Linked DNA regions of Mus musculus: region 1 is linked to region 2. A link is a contact called in public promoter capture Hi-C data. All regions are on one chromosome and are shown on one strand. The core of a region is the stretch at or near the end of the contact, and the rest is flanking DNA. Distances in the headings are between cores, read along the strand shown.

Region 1 (2,700 bases), core at 171-2,670, 480 kb before region 2:
CTCAGTAAGTTTTGTGGACCCTAGATGAGTAGTCTGGTGAAGAAGGTCAGTTAGACCCCAGAGACCTGCCAGTGGTTTTTGGGAGATTGGCCATTCTCTCTGGTGCCCTCCATCAACCGGTGTGTATCTTCTTTACCATGGTCTCAGGCAGAACTGGGTCAGGATATGTCATCAGAATATTAATTAGCCCCACTGGTCCTAGGACCATTTATCATTTGTTAGGCAGACAGGTGAGCACCCTGGCAGTGGAGGACAGCAATTTGTAGGGAAAGCCAAATAGCCTGTAGGAGAGCCAAGAATCTTTTCCTTGTTTTTAATGTCCTTTTACCCAGCAGTGAGAATCTCTCTCTCTCTCTGCCTCTCTCTGTCTCTCTCTGTCTCTCTCTCTCAGTCTCTGTCTCTCTCTTTCTCTCTCTCCCTGTTCCCCTACCCCCACGTGTGTGCGCAAGCTCCATAGATCATGCAGTGTGCATGCCCAGTAGTAAAAGCACGACGACTGTTCATGTACATGGCGGTCGACTTTACTTTTCCTCATCTAAAAGCTTGGGGCAGATCAATCAGTTCTTAGCCTTTTTTTTTTTTTTAAAGATTTTATTTATTATATGTAAGTACACTGTAGCTGTCTTCAGATCTCATTATGGGTGGTTGTGAGCCACCATGTGGTTACTGGGATTTGAACTCAGGACCTCCAGAAGATCAGTCAGTGCTCTTAACTGCTGAGCCATCTCACCAGTCCCAGTTCTTAGCCTTTTGATTGATAGAAAAAATCATGTGTTAGGCTAATACATTAACACTTTTTTGTTGTTACAAAGATATTAGTTCAGACAGAGAGGTGGATAAATAATGGCTATTAAGGAAGGTGACATTAGCCCAAGGTAAACTGTAATTAGACTGGTATGGCGACAGTCTTACTTCTCCATCATTAGTCAGTTAGCCTTGTAGAAGGTACTTGGAAGGTTTAGCTTCTTTCGAGGGAACTTTGGTTCACATGACGTTTTTCTAGATTAAGTTGACAAGATTGAGAGATGGAGACAAGATCTATGTGAGTTTAAGGACAGCATGATTTACATAGTCAAGTTTAGGCCAGCCTTGGGATACATGACATCTTGCAGAGAGGTACAGAAATAAAGAGATGGCGTGAGAGAAAAGACTGGAAAAGATGAGGGGGAGGAAGAGGAAAGGCAGAGGAAGGAGAGGGGGGAGGGAGAGAGAGGAGGGAGAGACAAAGCAAGCTGAAGAAGACAGTGGGACAGACTTGAGGACCATAGCAAAGTCAGGTTAGAGCATGACAGCAGAGGAGAATCACCCACAGTCCCTGTGATGTGACCTGTGGTTGGAGATACCTGTCTGAGGACACTTGGTTCCTGTACACACGCCTGGGCAAATCAGAAGTCTGCCAGAGTTCTTCCCCGCCCACAGGTGTTCAGAGCTGTGTATTATCTCCCCTGGGGGTGAGTTCTCCTGTGTGCCTGAGACCTGGCCTGTGCCTAACAGCTTGCTGCACAGACACTGAACCATCCTGGGTTCTGACATGAATCTCAGAGGTGAGCTGAGGAATAAGGGGCTGGCTGTGGGCACCCTCCATCGATTGTCTACCATCTGGACCGGGCTTCTTTGCTGCTGGGGTCAGAGGCTCAGATGGGGCAGGGCCAGGCAGGCTGGGCTGGGCTGGCAGGAGCCCCGAGTGTCCCTGGATCTGTGTTTGTGCATGAGTACTGTCAAAAGGTGGGTAAGTGGGGCCAGAGTCACAGTGGAAAATTCTGATCTGACTAGGCAAAGCTGCTGAGGGAGGGCACTGAATGTACGTGATCTGTCTGCCCTTTACTGGACATCCTCTTCCCCACACGCTAGCTATTCCAGAACACAGGTGGTGGTCAGTGGCTATGAATCAGGCCCTGCAGGAGCTCCTAGGAGTCCAGGCCACCTGTGGGGAGAAGGGGAAGGAGGCCAAGGGCAGGAGACTCCAGGTGGCTGAGTCCAGTAATCCTGCAGGGCTGGAGGGAAGGGGTGACTGGGAGGAAGGGTGGGGTTGGCTCCCCAGCCCTCACCTGGTCAAGCTAGGGTCAATTCAATAGCAAAGAAATATTCTTAGTACTACACAAAGAAACACACAAACAAAGCAAAATTAATCCTGGAAGAGAATTTCTTTTTGCCAAAAGTGTGTGCTACCTGTGAGGAATACAAGAGAGTACAAAGTCCACTTAGTTTCTATTCTAGTTTTAGTGGTGACTGTGCCTCACCCCATCCGTGGGCCCGGATCTTACAGACTGACACCATTGTCTAAATCCTAGTCAGCACAAAGGTGACCAGCAAGATTGACTCCCCAGGCATGAACACCGGAATATTGACCCTTGATGGCTCAAGACCCTCGACAGTGCAAACTCACTTTTCACTCTCCATCCTTTCTTCCTGTGGTAAAAATACATAAAACAAAATAACCATCTGAAACATTTTCCCCATAACAAAGAAGATAGAGTTTTCTTATTTATTTTTGTGTGTGATGTGTACATGTGAACATGTACACATTGGCATGCGCGAGGGGATCAGTGGGAACTCTGTGGAGGAGCTTTTCTTCTAACTCCTGGGTTCCCGAGCTCAGGCCCAGGTTGTCAAGCTTATGCAGGAAGGAAGGCTCTACCTACTATGCCATCTTATGGCCAATCTTAGCAATTTTAAGTAAAAAGTTCAGCATCTTTAAAT
Region 2 (2,700 bases), core at 157-2,656:
CCAGGAACAAAGACGATCCCAGTTCTCAATCAGTCTGTTCTACATAGACTGTCTCAAGAAACAACAGTACCCCAGGGAAATTTGCCTGATAGTTCTTACCAGGCTTGCCCCACACAAGTTCCTACACCAGGAACCTACAGGTTTCCTTTAATGCCCCAGACTCCCTCTGGCCAAACCCAACTCTGGGCCAGACTTGATATGACTCTTATTTTCTTTTTTGAGACAGTGTCTATATAGTTCTGAAACTTGCTTTGTTGTATATCAGGCTGGATTTGAACTCACAGAGTTACACCTACCTCTGCTTCCTGAATGTTGGATTAAAGGGATGCACTATTACTCTTTGATTTCATGATTCTGTACCCACTCCAGTAGTGTTGCAGGTGACTTCTAGCTTGTAGTCAGTTCTCCATAAGACCAAGGCCCTTCCCAGGTCCCACAAACTGGCCAGTCGCCAGGCTTGGTTTTCACCAGCCTTGAGCCTCAAGCCACTGCCATGCTTCTCCTACTCACAGGCATTATTAGGCACTAGGAGGACCCAGCTGCCTAGGGAGAGTAGAATTAAGGAAGCTGTTAAGAATTAATAATGGAGAGAAAGTACCCAAGGAGCTAAAGGGATCTGCAACCCTATAGGTGGAACAACATTATGAACTAACCAGTACCCCGGAGCTCTTGACTCTAGCTGCATATGTATCAAAAGATGGCCTAGTCGGCCATCACTGGAAAGAGAGGCCCATTGGACTTGCAAACTTTATATGCCCCAGTACAGGGGAACGCCAGGGCCAAAAAGGGGGAGTGGGTGGGTAGGGGAGTGGGGGGGAGTGTATTGGGGACTTTTTGGATAGTATTGGAAATGTAAATGAGGAAAATACCTAATTAAAAAAAAAAAGAATTAATAATGGGCCGGGCATGGTGGCTCACGCCTTTAATCCCAGCACTGGAGAGGCAGAGGCAGGCAGATCTCTGAGTTCAAGGCCAGCCTGGTCTACAAAGTGAGTTCCAGGACAGCCTGGGCTATACAGAGAAACCCTGTCTCGAAAAAACAAACAAACAAAAAATTAATAATGGATAATTATTGGTATTTTGTTTCATAAGAGTGAGACCGACCCCCCCCTCCCCGCCCTCCCGCCCCCCCCCCCCCACTACTTAGCCAGCAGCTCTGTGATGTGTTGGCCAGGCAGAATAATCCTTAGTGAATGAATGTCCATTTCTGGCGGTCCCAGGTTGTGGGCTCCGAGGACGACACACACGGGAAAGTACTTAACGACACACTGATCATTCATCCAAACCCAGAACACCAGGAGCTAAGTACACAGCCCAGGGAACCTGGAGAAAGATGAACGCCTCGCTAGGGCCCCGCCCCCCAGCACACCTCCTAGCATGCCCTGCGCCGCAGCCTGGGTGGGACTTCCGGTGCAAGCCTACTGACTTCCGCGACTGCTAGAAGCATGATCTGCGTGTGGTCGCCCGGGCGATGATGCCAGCTGTGAAGTTTGGAAGGGATGCCTAGAAGGTGAGGATTGGCGGGCGGCAGGTAGCAGGCGTTGTGTCCAGGAGGGGCAGGGCAGCCAGCACGGGGAAACCGAGGCGTGGCGTGGCCGCGACATTGCTGGAGTGGAGAGCCCGCGTCCGGAGCCCAGCCGAGGTCCCCTAGCTGGTGAGATGCAGGACCGGATTTGCTCCGTGCTGTGCTCCGAACCGCTGCTCTAACCGGTTGCATGCGCTGCAGCACCACCGGCCACCCCTGGCTTATCGAATCCAGCCACTAAGGGTGCATTGGACCCCAACTGCCTTGCCCGGTTAGGCCTTAGAAGGGACAGGCAGCAAAGTGTCTCTGATGTCATTAAAGGCGGACCGTGGCTCCCAGCTCAGGACTTGAAAACGTGACTTTTTCTTCCTTTATGTGGGCGATGCTGTGGGAGGAGATGGAATTGCTGCTGCCTCAAAACACGTTACTCTTTCGTTGGTGGCCAAGCATCCAGTGGCAATGATTATTGCTACATCTGTAGATCCCGCTGTTTCTAGCCAAGTTGGTTGACAAACGTTCCCTGTATAAGTAATTGGAATGTCGTTGAAGGGGATTTTGTTTTGTTTTGTTGTAGTCAGTTAAGACTGCTGTCAACAACTTAGTAGGAAGAAATCAAACAGGATGTTTTTCTTCATTTCTGGCTCTGGGTGTGAAAATGTGTTTGATAATTTTGTTTGAAACAGTATCTCACTAATGGTTTGAAATGCAGAGATCCACTTAGTTATGCCCCCCAAGTGCTGGGATTTAAATTATGTGCCATCACACTCAGCTCTTTGTTTCTTTATTTTGGTTTTTGGTTTTTTGGGTTTTTTTTTTTTTTTTTTTTTTTGGGCGGGGGGGGGGGGGGTGGATTTTCCGAGACAGGGTTTCTCTGTATAGCCCTGGTTGTCCTGGAACTCACTTTGCAGACCAGGCGGGCCTCGAACTCAGAAATCCGCCTGCCTCTGCCTCCCAAGTGCTGGGATTAAAGGCCTTTGCCACCACGCCCGGCTCTTTATTTTGTTTTTGAAGACAGTTTCTTTTAGAGCTCTGGCTGACCTGGAACTCACTCTGTAGACCAAGCTGGCCTCAAACTCAGAGATCCCCCTGCCTCTGCCTCCTGATTCCTGGGATTAAAGACGTGTGTCACTATACCCGACTTCTACACCCAGCTTTTTACAGTTATTATACTTGTT

The links. Promoter capture Hi-C pulls out the DNA fragments that hold promoters and counts their contacts.
Region 1: a contact with region 2 is called in a promoter capture Hi-C map of the SN4741 cell line, with 4 times the contacts expected there. The contact joins the promoter of Abo here to the promoter of Snapc4 in region 2. A contact is called at or near these places in 2 of 39 promoter capture datasets (the SN4741 cell line and neutrophils).

Annotation. Positions count from the first base shown.
Region 1 is chr2:26,863,715-26,866,414 of GRCm38.p6, reverse strand. It overlaps Abo (ABO blood group (transferase A, alpha 1-3-N-acetylgalactosaminyltransferase, transferase B, alpha 1-3-galactosyltransferase)), which reads left to right and starts at 1,420. Exons shown (of 6, transcript NM_030718.5): 1 at 1,420-1,544. The coding sequence starts at 1,532.
Region 2 is chr2:26,379,359-26,382,058 of GRCm38.p6, reverse strand. Snapc4 (small nuclear RNA activating complex, polypeptide 4) reads left to right here and starts at 1,406. Exons shown (of 23, transcript NM_172339.4): 1 at 1,406-1,510.